Regions from separate parts of the Triticum aestivum genome. Here region 1 is linked to region 2. A link is a contact called in public Hi-C data. All regions are on one chromosome and are shown on one strand. Each heading gives the region's core, a stretch centred on a gene start, on an enhancer-like site or on the middle of the called end of the contact. The rest is flanking DNA. Distances are from core to core; before and after follow the strand shown. Region 1 holds the start of LOC123119530 (E3 ubiquitin-protein ligase RZFP34). Region 2 holds the start of LOC123119496.

Region 1 (6,961 bases), core at 51-2,550, 980 kb after region 2:
AGTAACTATGTGAGTTCATATGATTCCTACTGACTAGTGTTTTCCGTTGAGAGAAAAAAGAGAGAATAAGAAGTCCACTATAATTGCTCAATATAATTATGTGACCAGAGAGGTGGTGGACATGGACACATGGTGGAGCTAGCTAGCTACATGGCTACCGGATGCAATCATGCCCTTCAATTATGCGCCAGCTCAATCAGTGAAGTGCCGTTAAATCGAAATTAATCTTGATTGACAGCGAAGTATCCTTTGTCTTTTCCATTTCTTCCACTTTCCCCTTTCTCCGAGCCGCCTCCGTTGTGGTGACGCCGACACATCGTCGCATCCGCATGGACCTACCTAACAATCATGTGGAGTCGATGACCACGCCGGCCGGCCACTTGCGCCGATCTTGATGGCGAGAATCGGAATATAAAACAGAAATATCAAGACCCGGCGGGTCATCCAAGATAAACCTTATCAGTTATCTGACGAAACGGGGCGAAAAAAAGATCTTTGGGATGGGCGACCGGGCTCCCTTGGCCACTGCATGGCAGTTGGTGCCTTGGAACTGTCCATGCGTGCACAGCCATAACCATCGGATTGGAAGGGAGTGAGCAAGTGGGATTGCAATTCTACCGCCGGTACCCAAGTGGAGGAGGAGGAAGAAAAAGAAGGTCGAAGGCATACAGCAAAACACGGAATGACCGAGATAGAATTAAGTAACAGATGGGGCTAAGGGAGGAGCACACACCTTGCTGATTTCGTGGCGGGGGATCTCGTGCCGGTCGAGGAGGTCCACCTCCAGCGAATTCTGCAGCAACCAACACAAACAGGCCCAAATGTCCGAATTCAGAGCACAGCCCGACCGACCGACCGCGAAATCGCGCGGCATGGCGTTGGCGTTTGGCGTTGGCGAGAAAGGAAAAAGGCACTCTATGCAGACCTTAGCTTGGTTATGGCAATGCCGGCAGCCGAAGACCTCGCCACAGCAGGGCGCCCGTATCCTGCACCTCCTCGTGTAATGCTCGCAGCTTCACCCGGAAACCATCGAATCAGTGGCCTCGAACCGAAAAGCTGGTTGGTTTGATTTGATTTGCTTACCCGTGCTGCTCTGCCCCCAAATCCATCTGTCCGGCCGTCTCTGCTTCCTCCGGGTTTCCTCTCTGGGAGAGGAGAAGGAGAGGCGATCAGCTCCGCCGGAAGGAAGGAGGAAGGAATCGGAGTCCGGGAGAGGCTCGCTGCCGTCCGTCCGCTCACGCGCACGCGCACGCGCCCGGCGGGAATTAATAAGAAAGAATGGGTAGCCTGTGCTGCGCGTGTTGGAGGAGAAGCGCGGGACGCGGGCCGGATATATAGGCGGAGGGGGGCTGGACCTGGACCAGCTTCTTTGTTTTTTCATTTCATTCACGACTTGAAGTTTTTTTTTTTGAACAAGAGAAAGGCGCACAAGGCGCCTAACATACATTCATTTATCTGCAGTTTACATGGGTAATGACATATCCCTGATTAGCAATGTCTGCAATGATTTGAATTAGGGGGCAATGCCATTTTTTATGCTGAACATTACAACAGCTTATCCTAAAACTCTGTTCAGGAAATATATTCTGAGACTGAGTTAACTTGGCTGCTACATGAGCCTCACAATTATGACTTCTAGGAATATGAAACACCTGAACCTGTTTTGTTGCATTGTTATTACAGAAGTTTGTCAGAATGCTCCTTATTTGCCAGTGTCCAGGTTGAGAATTAGGAGATCTTGTTGCTGCTGCTTTTGCAAGAGTAAGATTGTCCGTTAAAATGGCTGCTTGTTGAATATTTAGCATGTTGATAATGATTGCCGCTAGATTGATTCCATGTGCCTCTGCTTGAATTGTTGATTGTGAGTGTTCAATAGTCGCTGAGATTGTAGCTTCCATCTTTTGGTCTCTCTGATGTACCTGCAAAAAAATACCAATTCCTGTTCTTACACTTTCAATAGTGTCAAAATTTCTTAGTTCATGCCAGGCTGCATTTGTGTAAATTTTGACTGAATCTGGAAGCATGATACTATCAATCGTAATTCCCTGTCTCTGATTTTCTTTCTCCTGAGAATTTATCATGTGATTTTCAGTGGTTATCTTTCTCTGTTTTAATGTCCTTACTTCTAAAGATAAGCTATTTGTGATAGCATGTGCTACAAAAAAGATCTGGAAAGGAGACACATCTTTTCTCTGGAAGAGTATATCATTCCTTGCTTTCCATAAGCACCACATGAATGTAAAAATTATTGCTTAAAGTAGCATAAGGGTGATCTGAACTAGCAAAACTCATAATAATGGAAGCTAGAGAATCAGAATTTTGAATTAGTAAATCAGATCTTATGTACCAAGGTTTGGCAAACCAGGCTGCTCTAGCAAACGGACAAGTAAACAATATGTGCATATCATCTTCTTCCAACCCACATCTAGCACAACGGGTACTGATATATTTAGAATGTTTACTTGCTCTTTTCCTCGTTGGCAGAGCTTTTCTAATTAGTCTCCAGGCAAAAGTTTGGATTCTTGGAGCAATATCTTTGGCTTTCCAAACTTGCTTTAGAAGTTCCTTAGTATTGTCTGCTAGAGCTCTAGGTTGTGGCTCCCCCTCTTCCCTCATCACCTGTAGACAAAGTTTGTATGCATTTTTTGTGTTGAATTTCCCTGTTGGAGTTAGTTTCCAGCACAAAATATCATCATCTTCAGCTTGAATAATTGGAACCTGCTTTATAATTACAGCCGTGTCTTGGTCAAATAGCATATCAATAAAATTGTGATTCCACATTTTGTGATTAGGAAGCCAGAGATCTTTAACTAGTGCCGGGTATTTAAAATCATTATTTTGGATAACAAGATGATCATAAATATTTTCCCATGAGTTGAACCAAGGAGAGCTCCAAAGAGAAATATTGCCTTTTGTAATCTGGTAAAAAGAATTGTTGATGAGCATTGGCCTAACTTTGATGATTGAAGTCCAAAAGGAAGATTTGGGGATGTTTGGGTTAGCTCTCCAAAGGGAAGATCCGGGAAATATTTAGACTGCAAAACTTTTGAGATATGGCTATTAGGATTTTCTGCTATCCTCCAGGCAGCTGCAAGGATTAGGCTTTTGTTGGTGGCTTGTAAGTTTTTTATGCCTAAACCTCCTTCATTCTTAGGGAAGCAAATGTCTCTCCAAGCCCTGAGGCAAAGAGATCTCTCATTAGTTTCCTCTCTAACTCCTGCCCACCAGAAGTTTTTAATAATTGAAGTGAGTTTGGCTAGGAACTTCTTGGGAAAAAGAATATTGGACATGTAATATATAGGGATGGAAGCAAACACGGAATTTATAAGAGTGAGCCTACCGGCATGAGAGAGTTTGGTGGCCTTATAAGTAGGGAGTTTGGCTTTGAATTTATCAACTATAAAATTATAGGCAGAGGATCTATCTTTTGCTGGCAGAATGAGAGGATGCCCTAGATGAATGAAGTTATTATCAATGGAAACAACAGGGAAGATGTTTTTTATAGCTTGCTGAATGCTGCTGTCTACACCTTTGCTAAATAGAATTCCAGATTTATTCCAATTTGGGATCTGGCTAGATCTAGCACAAAAAGATTGAATGAGTTGACTCATAATAGTGGCTTCTTGGAGCGTAGCTTGGCCACAAACAAGAAGATCATCCGCAAACATGAGAGAGTGGATAGGGGGGCAGTTTGGTCTAAGGGAAATACCTGAAAGATGGTTATGTTTCATAGCTTCCTGCAAGGAGACAGATAATTCATTAATTGCAAGGACAAAGAGATATGGAGAGAGTGGACAACCTTGTCTTATGCCTCTGCTACTTTTGAATTTAGCATATTCTTGGCCATTTATGATAACGGAAAAAACTGGAGTAGAAATGCAGGCATAAATGAGATTGATGAAATGATTGTGTAGCCCTTTATGTGCCAAAGCGCCAATAATGAATTTCCATTCTAGACGATCAAAGGCTTTGGCAAGATCAATTTTAAGCATGAAAGCAGGAGTTTTCCAAGACTTGAGTGCAAAGGAGTGAGTGATTTCTTGAGCTATGATTATATTGTTACTAATTCTCCTTCCTTCAATAAATGCTTGTTGAGAGGGATGAATATAGCCAGGGAGATGTGGTTTAAGCCTGTTCGCAAGGGATTTAGCAATAATTTTGTAGACAACGTTACATAGACTAATAGGCCTATAATCTGCAGGAATATTGCAAACATGTTTTTTGGCATTCACGACTTGAAGTTTTGTTTGTGTTCCAACTTCCAACATATGGGATGGCCGCCACCTTCTTTCCATGACGTGAACCCAACTTCAATACTTACTCCGTATAATGAAAAATGAAGACTCTACCCTAGAAGATTTCTTTTAAAGAAAGGAATTTCCCTTTGAGATGCAGTGGACATAACCATAAATTCGCTCACATGTCAACTCTTTTATCATCTTTTATTTAACGATATGATCGAAGCAAACCTGTTGCTCCTCCCTCACGACTTGGTCACTGTTATTACTACTATTATTACTGTTATTACAGGCATGAAATTATAAATTATTTCAATGTCATGGGCTAGTACTGTCCGATGGGTGATGCTGCTGCACTTAGACGTGAGCTGGAGCCTATCAACCCGTCAATCACCATCCGTATATCAACAAAAATAATGCAAGTTGGCAGCAGCAATACGCGCCCACGGAAACGGAATGGGATGGTTTCCCAGGGTCAGCGGGAGGGGAGGTCGGCCCCGGACCAGTTCGGACAGCGCCGTGCCTGGATGCGGATTAGGATGACGGCGGTTAAGCCAACTCCACCGCGCGACTCTATCTTGTCCGGACCCGTCCGTTTGAGGTAGAACGGACGAATCAGGCGGCCCAACGCGCGGGAGCAAACGGACTTTTGTCCGTTTTGTGTCTCCTTTCGACCCATCCGCGGTCCAAGTTTGCGTCGCTTTTGGGGTGAAACGGACACCACGCGGACGCGCCGGCCGTATGCGCGTGTCCTCCCCTGTCCCTCCCCTGGCCCGCCCGTCGGTGGCACAGGACAGGCCTTTTTCTATCCGCCCCCTCCCTCCCTCCGGCCGCATCCCACTCCACTCTTCCCCACTCTTCCCCTCGCCGCCCGCCGCCGCTGCTGGCATTGCAGCCGTGCAACACGGATGCGCGCTCGCCCAATCCCTTCCCCTCGTTGCCGCCGAGCTACCCAACCATGGCCACCTGGTTTGCGCACCCGCCGGCCGGATTTGGGTCGGATCCGGTTGGTCTTGAGCTCACCCGACTGTGGGAGGCCGGGCCGCGCCATAGACTGGCCGGGCACCTCGCCAGAAGGCCCTGGCAGGGCCGCAAGGCCACATGCAGGCAATGGCTCGTCCTCTAGCCGCTCGGATCTGCACCGTCGGTGGTCCGCTGGCAGATACGCGAATGGCGGCCGGCCGGGCTCGGTGCTTGCCCAAAAGCTCGTCGGCGCACCGTTGCCCCTCATCAAGTGCGACCACTGCCCAAGGATGGTCGTGCGCCGCGTGTCTACAACGCCGGAGCATCCCGTATGGGTGTTCATCAAGTGCTTAAACTATGGGGTACGTGTTGGGGAACGTTGCAGAAAATAAAAATTTTCTACGCTTCACCAAGATCGATCTATGGAGTCATCTAGCAACGAGAGAGGGGAGTGCAGCTACATACCCTTGTAGATCGCGTGCAGAAGCGTTCAAGAGAACGGGGTTGAGGGAGTCGTACTCGTCGTGATCCAAATCACCGGAGATCCTAGCGCCGAACGGATGGCACCTCCGCGTTCAATACACGTACGGTTGGGAAGATGTCTCCTCCTTCTTGATCCAGCAAGGGGGGAGGAGAGGTTGATGAAGATCCAGCAGCACGACGACGTGGTGGTGGATGCAGCAGCGATCACGGCAGGGCTTCACCAAGCTTCTGCGAGAGGGAGAGGTGTTGCAGGGGAGAGGGAGGCGCCAGAGACTTGGGGTGCGGCTGCCCTCCCTGCCCCCTCTTTATATAGGCCCCCTGGGGGGGCACCGGCCCTAGGAGATGGGATCTCCAAGGGGGCGTGGCGGCCAAGGGGGTGGCTTGCCCCCCAAGGCAAGTGGAGGCGCCCCCACCCCTAGGGTTTCCAACCCTAGGCGCAAGGGGCCCCAAGGGGGGGCGCACCAGCCCACCAGGGGTTGGTTCCCCTCCCCACTTCAGCACATGGGGCCCTCCGGGATAGGCGGCCCCACCCGGTGGACCCCTGGGACCCTTCCGGTGGTCCCGGTACAATACCGGTGGCCCCCGAAACTTTCCTGATGGCCGAAACTGTACTTCCTATATATAATTCTTCACCTTCGGACCATTCCGGAACTCCTCGTGACGTCCGGGATCTCATCCAGGACTCCGAACAACTTTCGGGTTACTACATACTCATATCTCTACAACCCTAGCATCACCGAACCTTAAGTGTGTAGACCCTACGGGTTCGGGAGACATGCAGACATGACCAAGACGCCTCTCCGGTCAATAACCAACAGCGGGATCTGGATACCCATGTTGGCTCCCACATGCTCCTCGATGATCTCATCGGATGAACCACGATGTCGAGGATTCAATCAATCCCGTATACAATTCCCTTTGTCAATCGGTACGTTACTTGCCCGAGACTCGATCGTCGGTATCCCAATACCTCGTTCAATCTCGTTACCGGCAAGTCACTTTACTCGTACCGTAATGCATGATCCCGTGACCAGACACTTGGTCACATTGAGCTCATTATGATGATGCATTACCGAGTGGGCCCAGAGATACCTCTCCGTCATACGGAGTGACAAATCCCAGTCTCGATTCGTGCCAACCCAACAGACACTTTCGGAGATACCCGTAGTGCACCTTTATAGTCACCCAGTTACGTTGTGACGTTTGGCACACCCAAAGCACTCCTACGGTATCCGGGAGTTGCACAATCTCATGGTCTAAGGAAATGATACTTGACA
Region 2 (7,096 bases), core at 1,040-3,539:
GTTAAAATAGATAAAGTAGTAAAGTATGTCATCACATGAGAAAATGTATATGGCACTCACATAAATTGTCCAAATAATAATCAGATGTATCAGGAATAGGAGGGTTGGCAATCATCAAACAGATGATAGCAAGATCACTTTTCGGAAGATCTTTTAAGTGCTCCCTGGGCTGCATTATTTAAAGAAACATTGCACAAGCTGTGCATAAGTCGGTTTGCACCTATGCTCAAAAATAGGGAATAAACAAGTAATGCTGTTAAAATTTAAAAGGTTCAAAAAACAGAATCTTTCAGCTCACAATGTCATGCATGAATGCATGATGCATCACTACCTAGCTTTATTTGAAGCATAGAGGTGTTTTTGTTTCATTCGATCACCACCGCACATACAAAACATCCAGCTACAGTGTTTTTCTACCATTCAGGTTCTACTAACTATCAAATGTAAAACTAAACCAAACCAGTAATTATTTTATGGAAAACTGTAGGACCTACTTGAAATTGATGTAATATTTGTGTGTCCATCGGTATTTCATACAAATTTGAACTAAATACCGATGCCCACACAAATATTACGTCCATTCCAGACAGGCCAGTATGGAAGACTCCGGCAGTGTATAAATATTTAATGGTGTACAAAATATTTACGATGTTATACAGGGAAGGGGGGGGGGGGGGGGTAAAAAACATATTGATCACCCTTCCATCATCGCATTGTCTTGAAAGCATGATATAAAAAAAATTTGGACTATGTACAAATTGTAGATGGACACTTAAGGCATTTTTCGATTATAGAGATTTTGGAGGATTGGAATGGCGTAGGAAATTTTAATTTAGAACAAAGGAATGAGCATGCAGGAATCCAGTGAAATACCTACAGAATGGCTCGATCCACAGGAATTTTGGAGGGATTTTAACTCGAACATAGACCTCATGGAAAGAATCTTACATCTAGCATATTTCTAAATAACCATATTTGTAAATTTATGTGTTTGCGTTTCTGCAGCATTCAACAAGCCATTATATCTTCTTCTTTTTTTGAGACAAACAAGCCATTATATCTCGATCCTATGTTATTCATATCTCTGCATTCCAAAGGCCCTTTATACATAAGCGGTCTCAACATCTTGAAATACGTATGTATAACGTGAACTAGGATGAGCATGAAAAGAACATAATGTCTTGATTGTTCAGCTAGTATTGCTGTCTGCTAGTGATGAAGCATTTTTTAAGTCACCAACATTGCCACTCCACTCTGAGAAGACAAGCCAGCATAGCTCACCCACACATAAACAAATTACAGTACTATTATTGTGAGGAAAAAAAGTAGAGTAATATAACTCACAGAAGAAGACCAGAGTCTTTCACTTACAATATCTCTGTCGGTTGCAAAGTTCATGGTGATAGAAGAAAATGATGCCGGCAAGTCAACTGCTAGTAAGGAAAGCAAAGATAAAAAAAAATCAAACCACGTGGGACAAATTCAGGTATAGTTACTAGATACATGAGTCAAAACAAATACGAATTATATGCGTCAATTGTTCCTCAATGAGAAAGAAATACGTATTTACTAACAAGCAAACACTCAGTGGAGCAGGCAAAGTAAAACCAGAGGCATAGGCGTTGAATTTCGAAATTCAAGTAACCCAAACACGTGGCACGTGGCACATGAAAATTCTCCCAGCCCAAGGGTCGGGGCGCGAGGAAATGGTAAACCACACAGAATCTGGTATCAAACGAGCATTTAATCTCCGGAGAAAGGTAAAAACGAAGAAGAGAGGGATTCTGCGACACAGATCGGTCACACTATTTTAATATAGTAGTAATATACTAGTAGTAGTATAGTAACAACAGGTTAAACCCAAGCAAGCAGCAGCAGCGACTCAATCTCTCACCGCGCAGGTAGGTCCAGTCGTAGGGCCTGAGCGAGAGCTTGGGCTGGGCGTAGCTGGTCAGCACCACCGGCTGCGCGGCGCAACCCCGGGGACCCGCCGCCAACCCTACGACGCCCAGCGTCACCAGCGCCGCCGCCCACCACGGCGCCGCCATGGGAGTGGGACGGCGCACTGCACGCGACCAGGCCCGCCAAGTCCACAACCTACCTGGCACCACAGCACAGTGCACAACGCAAGGCGTGAACCCTACGAGCTCTAAACCCTCGCGACTGCTGCGGAGATCGGGAGACTGGAGGAAGAGGAGAAGAGAGGATGGGAGGGTTGGGCTTTCAGTGTCTTTTTTTTCCCACAAGGCCTTTATTCTTCTTGTACCGCTACCGCGTGGGGAAAAGGAGGTGGGGGAAAGCGACGGCGAGCAGTGCCACACAGCACTAGTCTTGGTCGCGCTAGTTTATACGGATCTAATGCCTTCCCAGGCGGATGCTGGTGACCCCAAAACCCGGTGTTATGGCGGTAATCGGCTCCGTTCTGGTGGTTAGAGCCGTGCGATGGTCCGCGGACCGGTTGAATTTGGCGCGTTCAGGCCCGAATCAACGACTTAACCGAACCCCGTTCCTCTGCCATTCCCTCCCCGAGACGAGAGCAGATGAGATAAGCTCCCCTGCTTCCTCTGCGCTCCTCCCTTCACCTTATCACCACCATGCTCTCCGTCTCCCACCCCCACCCGGCGGCCTCTACCGGCCCGCGCCACCGCAAGCCCCTCTCCACCGCCCACCACCGCCGCCGTCGATGCACCTACACCATCGCCGCACTCATCCTCCCCGGAGGCGGTGGGCCCCGGGGCAGCCCCCCGAACGGCGGCAAGCTCATCCTCCCTGGCAGCGGCGGAGGCGGCGGCCGCGGCGGTGGCGGTGGCGGTGGAATGCTCCCCCGCACCCCGCCACCGACGGCCCCGCCGGGCCAGCTGTACCAGCCCTTCCACCCGCCGCCTAACCCCCTGCCGGAGAACTACCGCAACCTCGACCTCACTGAGCGCCTCGCCGTGCTCCGCGACCGCATGGGCCGCTGGTACGAGTACGCGCCCCTCATCTCCTCCCTCTCCCGCGAGGGCTTCACCCCGGCCTCCATCGAGGAGGCCACCGGCATGTCCGGCGTCGAGCAAAACCGCCTCGTCGTCGCCTCCCAGGTCCGCGACTCCCTCATCTCCGACGACTTCCCCGACGATCTCCTACACTACTTCGACTCCTACGGCGGGCCCGACCTCCTGTACGAGCTCCGCTTCCTCAACGCCCGCCAGCGCATCGTCGCCACCAAGCACACCATCGAGAGGCGCCTCGAGTCCAAGGGCGTGCGCGAGCTCGCGCGCTCCATGAAGGACTTCCCGCAGCGCCGCGGCGACGAAGGATGGGACGCCTTCGACAGGCACTCCGCCGGCGACTGCCTCGCGTACGCGCGCTTCCGGCTGTCCCGGGAGGCCATCGCCAACGAGGACCGCATCCCCGAGCTCGAGCGCTCGCTCGACGTGGTCGAGACCGAGTCGGCCAGGGCGCGGGTGGAGCTCGAGATTGAGAAGGCCATCAAGAAGGCCGCCGGAGAGGAGGTGGAGGAGCTCGAGGCCGAAGTCGACGCACGGCCCGCGGTGCCGGTGGTGCGGCTCATGTACGGCGAGATCTCTGAGGCGTCCATCGTGCTGCTGCTGCCGGTGGTAAAAGAAACAGACGGCGTCAAGGCCGTGGACCTCGCGCCGAGGAGGAGCCAGACGGACGCGGACCTCGGCATCGTGGAGGTGGACAAGGGGTGGGCGCGCTGGGCCGTGCTGCCGGGCTGGGCCCCCGTCATGGCGGTGGCCGACGAGGCGGTGGTGATCGAGTTGGCGGACGGGCGGGTGATGCCGTGGCGGTCGGCGGAGAACGAGAGAGTGCTGGTGGTGGCCGACCGGAAACGGAAGGAGGTGGTGGACGAGGGGATATACGTGCTGGAGAAGGGAGGGAAGCTGGTGGTGGAGAGGGGCAAGAAGTTGTTGGAGGAAGGCATTAGCCAGGCCGCAGCGGAGGTGGTGACCGTCGTCCGGCCACCCAAAGACGAGGAAGACATCATCGTCGGCGACGAGTGGGACTAAAGAGTTTTAGAGAGGGTTTTTGGCACATGCTTTCGTTTTCGTTTTCGTTTTCGTTTGGTAAAAAGGTTTCCCCGCTTCTCTTCACAGCAGTACATGAATAAGAGAATGCAATTTTCCTTCTTTGTTCTGCAAGTCGTAGGAAATTTGGCAGGTGCAGTGCTTTAGATGCTGCTACTGCTGTCAGTGCTTATATTTGCTGAATCAGCTGGTTAGATACACGCATATTATTCTTACAAAACACGATTTATCAATTGCATAATTCCATCTTATGTACCCGGACGAGTATTTGAGTCCCCGAGTCTGAATCAAAGATAAGACGGCGCAATAATGATATTACTCATATTAAGGAGGCTGAATGGATTCAGCGGTTCCGACCCATATGCCACTCCTTAATGTTAGCTCTAAGATTTTCATCAGAGTGGCTACGAGTAGGTTAAACTCAATAGCTGGTCATATTGTCCGTCCATTTCAAACGGCCTTCATGCAAGGACGGAAGATAGTAGATGGTGTAGTAATCCTGCATGAGACCGAGATGCATTGAGAAAACATGAGTAGGGACTCAAACTACTTCGTAACTACTCCGGCTGCAAGGGGCAAAACCATATAATGGGAGCAAGAGCCTCTTCTTTGTTCGTCTCCTGCTATTTCTCCGTAAGGCCATTGATGATCTTATGCTACTGATCTAGATTCCATGCTAGTTTCATGATAAACCATGCAGGGATTACTCTTGTGATGGTGTTTTTCTAGATATTGATGTCTGAGAATTTTGAAAGAACGTTGCTGATGGCGGCCCCTGGCGACGCCCGTGGCGACGCGCCCCCGGCCGCGGCGTCCGATGCCCTCGCCAGTGCTCCAGTCGCCTGCGCCTTCCCGGCTCCCGCCGCCCCGTCCTCTCCGCCGTCGCCGGCGGCTGCGGCCCCCGATGCCGTTCACCCCCTCCATCCCCCTCTCCCCCCCCCCCCGCCCCCCGGTTGCGCTGGGCGGACTTCGCCGACGAGCCGTCGTTCCCTCCGCCAGCTGCCCCTACCTTCCCTGTCGTTACCTCCACGCGCCGCACCGGGCTGCCCAGCCGGGCCGGTGGCTCAGCCCCACAGGAGCGGGGTTCTGCCACCGGCTCGCGGCCGCCGCGGTTGCCGGTGCTGCCCTTGAGCTCGCCTCGGGCCGGTTGGAGCCAAGGCGCGGTTTTGAGGCTCGGGGCTGCTCGCTGCCGGTGCGCTCGGGCTTGGGGTGTGGCTAGCCGCTTCGAACGCCCGCTCCTCCTGGTGCCGTCCGGTGTCCGGTGCCGGCCCGGTGGCTCCCCTGACGCCGCCCGCGGCTCGCAGCGGCCCGCACCCTCGCCTCCGGTGCGGCGGTTGTCGCCCTTCCGGCCCTTCATCGCAGCCTTTGGCTCCTCCGCCCTCCGTTTCCAGTCCTATCTCCCTGCATCTCGCAGGTCGCCGGCTCGATCCAGTGCCTCGCCGGCGGTGGCAGCGGCGCCTTTCGCGGCTGGGGAAACCCTACGCGGGATCAGTCCACGCCGCCTGCTTGGTCGGGACCCTTCCGCGCCGGGTGTGCCGGGCCCCGGCCCGGCCCATCCTCGACGCCCGCCTGCTGGGCCCCCTCCCCCTCAGCTGGGCCGGCCCACGGGAGCTGGGATGCCTGGGTGCCCTAGGCCCAGCGCTCCGGTGCCCTCGATCTGACTCCCGGGTGGACTCCCATTGCCCCCAGTTCCCTCGCCTGCCGCCACCTCTCCCTCCTCGGACGCCCCTGCTTCCTCGAGCCCCCCTGCTCCCTTGCGGCTCGCCACCCCCTCCTCTCCCTCCCGACCGGCGACCGGTGCGGTGCCCTCCCCGCCTCCCTCCCCTCCCGCGCCTCGGCCTTCGATGCCTCGGGAGTGGGACGACGGCGGCGTGCGACACAAGCGTCGTGCCGACGACTGGTCCGACCGCCGCGACCCTCCCCGGCCGTCGCCGGATGCGATCCGCCGCGAGCTGCGGGACCTCCGTGAGGGCCGTCGCGATGACCGCCGCTCCCCGGGGTCGCTGCGACGCGCGGGACGCTCCCGCTCCCCCCGTCCGGCTGCTTCGGGCGACTGGCGCCCCCGGCGCCGCTCTCCCTCCCTCGCTCCCCGCCGTGCCTGATCTTCCACTCCGCCCCGGACCTCTCGTCGGCCTCTCCGCGCGCCCCCGCCCAGCCTCTGGCTCCTCCCACATGGAGGTACGTGCCGCCTCATGCGGTGGCCTCCGCGACGCCGGCCGCGGCTGCTGTCCCGGGCGGGGGCCCTGCCCGTGGGCGTTCCGGCACTGCCAAGAAGAAGAAGCGCCGTGGCGCGGGGCGTGGCGCCCAGCCCGCCCCTCCCCCTCCAGCTCCGGGCTCTTCTTCCGCTCCGGGTCCCATCTTCGGCCTTCCCCGCTCTTCGTGCTTCAATTGCGGGGTGGAGGGCCACTCGCAAGTCGAATGCGTCAACCCCAGTGTTGTTACCTATGCAAAGACCCTGGGCACCCCGCCCTCCTGTGCCCGGACCGTCCGGTGGTGTCCGAGCTCATGATGTACGGCCACGGCATCGAGGGGCTGGGCTTCTTCCACCTCGAGGTCCCTGATGTGCTGCCCCCCTCCCCCTCCCTCCAGGCAGTCGTCACGATGGTCGATGGGGTGGCCTCCCCGGAGATGATCGAGGCCGAGCTCAACCACCTCTATCGCGCTCAGTGGGACTAGGTGGTCACCCCCACCGCTGGCCACATCTTCACCGTCGTCTTTCCTGACTCCATCAGCTACGGATACGCCACCCGCAGTGGCCAGATCACCCTCGCCCTCAACCAGCTCGTCGTCGACATCTCTGAGCCGATCCTTGACGCCCAGGTCGTGGCCGTCCTGGACACCGCCTGGATTCTCGTGGCCGGCCTTCCTGACATTGCCCGGTCTGAGCTCGTCATCCGCCAGATGTCCCGGATTCTTGGCAAGGTGGTGGTCGTTGACGAGCTCTCTCTCCTCAAGGAGGAGGAGGTCCGGGTCAAGGTCAAGTGCCTCGACTCTTCCAAGCTCCGTGCAACCATCCGAGTGTTCTTCAACGACCAGGGCTTCGACCTCAGGATCTCCCCCGAGCC

Evidence for each region. Hi-C and Micro-C count contacts between places; a contact is called where the count stands out from the background.
Region 1: a contact with region 2 is called in a Hi-C map of leaf, with 3 times the contacts expected there. The contact joins the promoter of LOC123119530 here to the promoter of LOC123119496 in region 2. A contact is called at or near these places in 2 of 5 Hi-C or Micro-C datasets (both in leaf).

The regions. Positions count from the first base shown.
Region 1 is chr1B:279,386,121-279,393,081 of IWGSC CS RefSeq v2.1, forward strand. It overlaps LOC123119530 (E3 ubiquitin-protein ligase RZFP34), which reads right to left and starts at 1,301. Exons shown (of 11, transcript XM_044539378.1): 1 at 1,084-1,301; 2 at 926-1,013; 3 at 734-793. The coding sequence starts at 1,109.
Region 2 is chr1B:278,405,913-278,413,008 of IWGSC CS RefSeq v2.1, forward strand. LOC123119496 reads right to left here and starts at 2,290. Exons shown (of 14, transcript XM_044539314.1): 1 at 1,895-2,290; 2 at 1,372-1,430; 3 at 61-169. The coding sequence starts at 2,048. LOC123119513 (rubisco accumulation factor 1, chloroplastic) reads left to right here and starts at 2,486. Exons shown (of 1, transcript XM_044539346.1): 1 at 2,486-4,282. The coding sequence starts at 2,595. The coding sequence ends at 4,013.